2 separate regions of the Mus musculus genome follow, and region 2 is linked to region 1. Evidence: chromatin contacts called from public HiChIP or PLAC-seq data. All regions are on one chromosome and are shown on one strand. Each heading gives the region's core, a stretch centred on a gene start, on an enhancer-like site or on the middle of the called end of the contact. The rest is flanking DNA. Distances are from core to core; before and after follow the strand shown. Region 1 has its middle 11 kb from the start of A530013C23Rik. Region 2 has its middle 18 kb from the start of Gm33033.

Region 1 (3,483 bases), core at 776-3,275:
CCGCGGACTCAACACTGGTGGCTTTTGGAATGGGGTCACTTTCTCTTCTGGGCTTTCCATGCATCAGAGAGAAGGTACCACAACTCCTGTCTTCACCTACCAGACTCCACTGGCTTCTCCCTGAAATGGGGTCTTGAATGCATGGTGACCCTTCTGCCTCAGTGTCCTGAGTGCTGAGATTACAGCAGTAAGTACCCACTCTTAGATTTGTTTGTTTGCGATAGGATCTCCTTGTATAACCCACATTGGCCTTTAACTTGCCATCCCCCTGCCTCAGCCACTGCTGGGCTAGCAGGTATGCAACACCATGCCAGGCTTCCCATCGAAGCTTCCAGCTGTTACTTGGAGGCAAAACTGCTTTTGGTTGAGAAATCTCTGGTATGGAGGGAGATTAAGTGTCTCTCGGTGGTTTGTGGGACATACTGCTTTCCCTGTCCCTGTCATTTGGTTAGGAGATCAGGGAGAGCCAGCATCAGCCTGCCTGCAACCAGGGGGGATGAATCCCAAGCCCCCCCGTATTCCTGTCTCTTCCTGGGTTGGTCAGGGCCAGGGCTGGCGAGATAGGTCAGATACAGGGAGAGAACATTGCAAAATCAGTCCTTGGGCTGTGTCTCATTTAATCCTTGAAATCGCTCAGTGGGATGGGACACTTCCCTGTCCTCATTTTCTAGCCAGGAGACAAATTGCAGGTGTCTTTACACGACACCCAGGAACCCAGTGTCACTCCTGTTGTCCCTGTGCAGGAGCAGAGAGCCAGCTCTAGCTTCCCCCCCCCCCGAGAATGTGGGGTGAATTCAAACCAAGGAATGCCCTACAGAACAGCTGGCTGGGACCCTCAGTCATCTGGAGGTCATGAAAATTGAGGCAATGCCGGGAAGGAAGTACTTTAGACAGTTAGACCCCAAACACAATGAAAGGGACTTATGTCACTCTGGACCAGACAAATGTCAGAAGACCCACAGGGGAACAATTGTGATGTTGACTTGAACTCAGTTTTAGTACTGTGTGTGATTGCACACATGTGAATGTGTATATGCTGGTGTGTACACACATGTGCATGAGATGAAAGTCAGGAGATACTGGATGGGGGTGATGTCATGTTTACAACTCATTCTCAAATGCAGATGGAAGGGTAATGCTAAGCTGGCTCGGGCAGCATGTGCCCAGATTACTGGCTCTTAGGGGGGTGTCTTGGTTCAGGCCATCGTAGGCTGCACAATGATTTGAGACTGTCACAAAAATTAAAAAAAAAATCACAAGAAAAGAGGGCCAAAGTGCAGGGAAGCTGTGGGAAGAGCAGCCTAGGGAGACAGCCTGGAGCCTCACACGAGAGTCTTCCCATTTCTCTGCAGGATACGAAGAGAAACTCTGACCTCCAATGCACCCAAGAGAAAGAAAACACTTGCAAAAGGCTTGTGGGCCCACAGCAGTTACAGCCCTCACAGTCTCAAACCAAAGCCGAGGAATAGTCCCGAGGACAGCAAAACCACAGATGAGCTGCAGATCTGAGCACCTGGCTGGTGAATCTTGGAGGTGTTCACTGTGCGAGGATGCTAGACACAAAGGGCCACTCTGTGTGCTAAGTCTTCCACTCCAAAACTGAAGGGAGGTCCCAGTCACCCTGGCAGTTTGCTCTGTGGGCAGGAGAGTTACTGCCTCGGTAGGGGCATCAGGAAGCCCCCTGAACAGCTAAGAGGTGTCTGGATCTTATGGGAAGGTGGTCCTTTAGATACATCCAAACCCACTTATAGAACTGTATACAATGGGCCAGGCTCGATTGGTAGAGCATTTGCCTAATGTCAAGAGGCCCTGGGTTTCATTCCCTGGGTAAAAACATGGTATCACGGTGGTGCACGCCTGCCATCTCAGCTTTAGGGAGATGGAAGCAGGACAGTCAGAGAGGTTGAAGGTCATCTTCCCCTACACAGGGAGTTTGAAGCCAGCATGAGCCACATGAGGCACTACTTTGGAAAACAACAAAAGCAAAAGGAAATCCACAAAAGGTTCACAGAGCTCGGTGCATCTGACCCACTTCCTTATACGCTGTGCCACCCAGCTCAAACCTGAAGTCAGTGACACAACCGAATAGTGGGAAGAACACATTGAAACAGAGGAGAGTGAGGTGGATGGGAGGCAGGTAGGCAGGCAGGCAAGCAAACAGTCAGGGAGGGAGGGAGGCAGGCAGGAGGGCAGGGAGGGAGGCAGGCAGGCAAGCAGTCAGGGAGGGAGGCAGGCAGGCAGGAGGGCAGGCAGGCAGGCAGGCAGGCAGGCAGACAGACAGACAAGAAAGAAAGCAAGCAAGCCAGCCAAGCCGGCAGGCAGGCAGGCAGATCCAGCGAACAACCCAGAGAACCAGCAAGCCAGCGAGCAGAGGAGCCTGTGCAGGCAATAGTGTCTCTGGGGGAAGGGACGTCCTAGGCATCTGAGATGAAGGAGAAAAGCTAAAACAATCCCAGAGTTCAAATTGTTGGAGGTCACACAGCAAGTGGGTTTCAGGACCTGACTTGAACCCAGCTCTGAGGATACCGGCATGTTCTCCCTTCCTGCTGCACTGGCCTGGCCTCTCGAGCAGGAAGAGCCCCACTGCAATCTGGGAGGCTCCCCAGGGCCTGATGGAGATGGCGAAAGCAGCTTGGCAAAGAAGGTCCAATCCAGAGCTGCAGCTCCAAGTGGGGAGGGGGGTCAGTGGGGCACAGGCCCCAGTGGGGCATCCATCTCTCCCGGGCCTCCACCTACCTCCCGTGGCTTTTGCCTTGCTTCCTGGGTCAGAGCGTGGGATCTCTTGCCTCCAGGCTTGGGTACAAATCCAGTTTCATCTAACTTGGCAACATGGGCCCTGGGCCTGGGTTTCCAGCCCCAGAACCCAACCTCTTAGCCTCAACCGGGCAGTAAGCCTTCCACTCAGAGGAGAGTGGGGCTCACTCCAGTGCTTGCATCCTGGAATTGCCAAGGTAGGTAGGAAGGGGGCTCTCAAATCCCAGCCTGCCAGAACAAAATGGAAAGTTCTAGAAAAGCCCCTTCCTGACTGTCTGGGGTCGTAGAGGACTCTTACCAACCACAGTGGTTTTGGGAAAGGTTTTCAGCAATCTAAGGGGGACTGGGGTAGGCTTCTGGGGACATGCCAGGATAGGTCTCGATCCTAGCACTCAGGAGGTCCTGCAGAAAGCTCATTTGTGTGGCCAGCCTGGGCTCCAGAATGAGATCTCGGTTTAAAAAAATAAATAAATAAAAATAAAAACAGAACGACGCTGTCAAAATGGCTGAGTGGGAAAAGGTGCTTGTCACTAAGCTGATCACCTGAGTTTGCTCTCCAGGGCCCACACAGCAGAAGGAGAGAACCAATTCCCACGTGTGTCCTCTGACCTCCACACGTGAATGGTGAGACACTCAAACATACACACACAAATAAATAAACCTAAATTAAAAAACAAAATTCAAAACAAGGAGAAAGAGGAGAAGAAGAGAAAGTGTGGGCCAGTGCAA
Region 2 (3,750 bases), core at 144-2,643, 190 kb after region 1:
GGAATGTGTGAAGCACGTTTTCCTGGTGTTGGTCTGGAGGGATCACCAAGGTGCATTGTTAAGAGGGGGAAAAAGAAAACAAACTTGCTCAGAACAGGGTGTGGAGCAACAGGGAGGACAGGAATCTGCTCACGTGCCTAGCACCTACCTCCTGGCTCTCTCAGCAACAATCCCTGAGACACAGTGACCACGAGGGTTTGCAGGAGGGGAGGTGGAGGAGAGGTACCGGGTCTGGCAGTCAGCAGACGCAGAGAACAACCCACTCTCTTTAGGCAGCCGAGTCCTAGCCCTCTAACTCAGTCTAGGGTAGAGTTGTGACTCTACACGTAGGAGCCATGCACTACAAAGTCAACACCCCCCCACCCTGGTCTCAGTTTCCTATTACAACATTTTCCCATATGTGTTCATTTCTTAGCTGATTTATTTTAAGATTAAAAGATTACGCCAGGCATGGTGGTGCATGCCTTTAATCCCAGCACTCAGGAGGCAGAGGCAAGAGGATCTCTGTGAGTTCGAGGTCAGTCTGGTCTACAAATCGGCAGGTTCCAGCACAGCCAGGGCTGTTGCACAGAGAAACCTTGTCTGGAAAAACCAGAAGAAGAAGAAAAAAACAATTTTAAAGAAATGACATTCTTTTATTTATTTATTTATTTGTGTGTATGTATGTATGCACACTCACACCACAGCATGTTTGTGAAGGTCAGCTTGCAGAAGCAGTCTCTTTCTACCATGTGTATCCCTGGGATCAAGTTTGTCCAGGTTGGCAGCAAGCACCTTTACCTACTGAGCTATCTTGCCAGCCCATGAAGATTTCAAAGAGAAATAAGAATAACATCATTGTCAGGAAGGCACTGCCTCAAGACCTGAGAGTGGGTAGTTTTCCTCCTCTTCCTCCTTCTCCTCTCCTCCCCCCTCCCCCTCCCCCCTCCCCCTCCTCCTCCTTCTCCTCTTCCTCCTCCTTGGAGCCAAGGATGTCTTCTATGAAGATCAAGCTGACCTTCAACTCTTGATTCTCATGCCTCAACCTCCTAGAGATTTCTAAATCAAAATAATAATGATTTTCAAAGTAGAGTTAAGTGACTAAAAAAAAACAACAACAAACTTTTGAAGTCTCCCAGGTGTTTGTTTGTTTGTTTTTGCCTAGTGTCTGTCTGAGACGGAGTACCTATTAAAATAACATGGATCCTACTGCCTCCTGCTGGGTGTCAGAACTCTTCGTGTGTCTGACTCAGTCCGAGGTGGAATTCTGTCTCCCATTTACTAGCTGGGACCCCTGAGGCTCTACAACTCCCTCAACCTCACTTCCCATCTATACAACACGAGGCGCGTAGAAATGCTGGGCGGCTCGTGAGCATCAAGGCTTCAGAAGCAACCTAACCTGGGAGACCGACCGACTGGATGAGCTTGGTTCAAACAGTGCGTCACCGGCTCCCTGGTACCCGCCCGCTCAGCAGCGCCTTCCGACCGCTGGGAAGGGGCGACACCTGGCGGGCGCGCCTGGAACTGCTCATGGACCGCAGTATCGTTCCGCAAATGCCCACCCGATCGATGTTCGTTCACGCGGGAACTTCGGGTGGGCCCAGCTCAGGGCGCACACCACAGCACACTCACTCACTCACTCACTCACTCACTCACTCACTCACTCACTCACTCACTCACTCACTCTCACTCACTCACTCACTCACTCACTCACTCTCACACACACTCGCATGGGAAGAGGGGCTGAGAAGCTCCCCCGCCCACTTCTCCTAGGGAATGTCTGAGGTTCCCGGGCCTGATAAGGATAGATCCCTGCAAGTGAACAAGGCTGATCCAATGAAGACATAACACTACAACAGGCCAAGAGCCCGGCTCCCATCGCAGACCATGTAGTAGATGGCGTGGCACAGGAGATTTTTACTAGGTGAGCTGAACTTCTGAACAGGATCTTCGGAAGCCATCCTTGGGTCTGACTCTTTTCTCTCTGTAGCAGCAATGGCTTGATGGAGTTGTGCTCCTGAGTCTGCGGCTGAACAGGGGTGGATGACACACAAACAGACGTGGCCCATCCCAGGACCAGCCAGTCATACAGTGGGTGTGGGTGCTCTTCTGTGACCCCAACATTTCAGAGGCTGAGGCTGAAGGGCCAGGAAGGAGTTCTAGGACAGCTACCAGCACCCCTAACAAGCTGCTGAGAATCTGGGGTCTCTTAGTGGCAGCAAAGCCCCAGCTGGGATGTTGTGCACAATGGAGTGAGGCGATTTCCTTTAAAAGCTAAATTCTTGGGCTGAAGAGACCACTCTGTATCTAAGACTACTTTTGGTTCTGCCAAAGGACTGGAGTCCAGTTCCCAGGACCCACTTGGCAGCATGTAACCATATGTAACTCCAGTTCCAGGGCATCGGATTTCCTCCTCTGATCTCCAAGAGCAACAACAACAACAACAACAACAACAACACACACACACACACAATCTAGAAACCAAACTCACTTGGGGCTAGGGAGATAACTTGGTTGGTAGAGGGTTTGTTCAGGCTAGCATGCACAAACCCCTAGGTTAGCTGGGGTGGACACACACACACGAGCAATGTAGTCAGGAGACTAGGAGTTCAACACCACATTATACTTTTTGGAGCATTCAGTGCCGACCTGAGAGCCTGTCTCAAAAATAAATATTTAAGTAAGGGAAAAATATGTGCTTTTAAAAGAAGAACGTGCCCTAGACATGGCAGCATACGTAGGAAAGACGGCAATGGGTGGAGAAACGGGACCAGCGTTTTAAGTGTGACGATCGTTACTCCCCGTTGCTGTGGTTCATGTTGGGATCTCCCAAACATTGTCCAGATCACAGCATAGACTCTGCCTGACTGCCACCTTGTATTTAATTTGCATTAAATGCTGTTCAGGGCTCTCTCCTGATATAACCTCTTGCATGGCCCCTCGTGGCCTCAAGATCAAGTCCACCCTCCTCATCTTCATCCACAAACCTTACCCTCGTCTGGTGCAAGAGCTGCTGGGAGTCAGAGTCTCCAGCCAAAAGCGATCTGAGTCCCCACATGTGGCTTCTTACATAATCAGCAAAATATTAATTAATGTCTACCCTAACCCTGATGACAATACCCCAGAGAAGAAATTTTAAAATAAGCGTTGTTGGCTCTAATCTGTTACTGTTGATAATGCAAAGGCCCCACATGTGTCTATTGCATTATCCAGCCATACGGCATAGCCCAAGCCAGAGACCGGCCAAGTGGGGCCTCCTGAAGTTGGCAGTCATGGTTAGATGCGATCCTGAAACCATATGGCACAGGCTCCTCCAGGGGGTGAGGAATGTGTTGTGTCCCAGAGTCCAAACTTTATGCTCTTCTGTGGTGCCTGGGGGGGCAGGAGCAGGGGAGATGGCTCGGGCAGTCAGCTGCCTGTCATGAACGCCCAAGAGCATGGGTTAAGCTTCTACAGCCCAGTAAAGGCTAGGTGTGGTGGCACAGTCTTGTAGTCTCAGGCCTGGGCAGGTGGTGACAATTGAACCCCTAGGGCCAGGTAGCCTAGCAGAAGGGACGGTCTCCTTCGAGAGACCCTGCCTCCAAAAACAAGGTGGGGAAGGGCTGGCAAGATGGCCCCATTGATAAAGGCACTTACCATGCAAGCCTGGTACCTAAGCTAAGTACCTCGGAACCCACACAAAGGTGGAAAAGAAGAACAAACTCCACACAGGCCCTGTGGCACGCACGGAGACACCCATGACAACACCTTTCTCTGCACCTCATGACAGGA

The links. HiChIP or PLAC-seq counts read pairs in DNA pulled down with a chosen protein or histone mark.
Region 2: an H3K27ac HiChIP or PLAC-seq map of regulatory T cells shows a contact between it and region 1, with 17 times the contacts expected there. The contact joins two enhancer-like sites. A contact is called at or near these places in 28 of 39 promoter capture datasets (the 3T3-L1 cell line, 3T3-L1-derived adipocytes, the C10 cell line and 17 more), 2 of 15 datasets of contacts at CTCF or cohesin (CD8 T cells and large pre-B cells), 25 of 484 Hi-C or Micro-C datasets (the 3T3-L1 cell line, 3T3-L1-derived adipocytes, the C10 cell line and 17 more), 30 of 115 datasets of contacts at active chromatin or transcription factors (the HPC-7 cell line, the NIH/3T3 cell line, the SCID.adh cell line and 22 more) and 1 of 9 other capture datasets (bone marrow-derived macrophages).

What each region holds. Positions count from the first base shown.
Region 1 is chr2:167,699,661-167,703,143 of GRCm38.p6, forward strand. No RefSeq gene overlaps it. Among named protein-coding and RNA genes, the nearest start is that of A530013C23Rik, 11 kb to the left of the region's middle. Within about 2 kb of position 2,026, at least 52 of the 459 cell types and tissues checked have an H3K27ac peak or open chromatin away from gene starts, as enhancers often do. A contact at or near this core is called in CD8 T cells, Th17 cells, bone marrow-derived macrophages and 3 more, where this site is marked.
Region 2 is chr2:167,893,793-167,897,542 of GRCm38.p6, forward strand. No RefSeq gene overlaps it. Among named protein-coding and RNA genes, the nearest start is that of Gm33033, 18 kb to the left of the region's middle. Within about 2 kb of position 1,394, at least 48 of the 459 cell types and tissues checked have an H3K27ac peak or open chromatin away from gene starts, as enhancers often do. A contact at or near this core is called in CD8 T cells, Th17 cells, bone marrow-derived macrophages and 3 more, where this site is marked.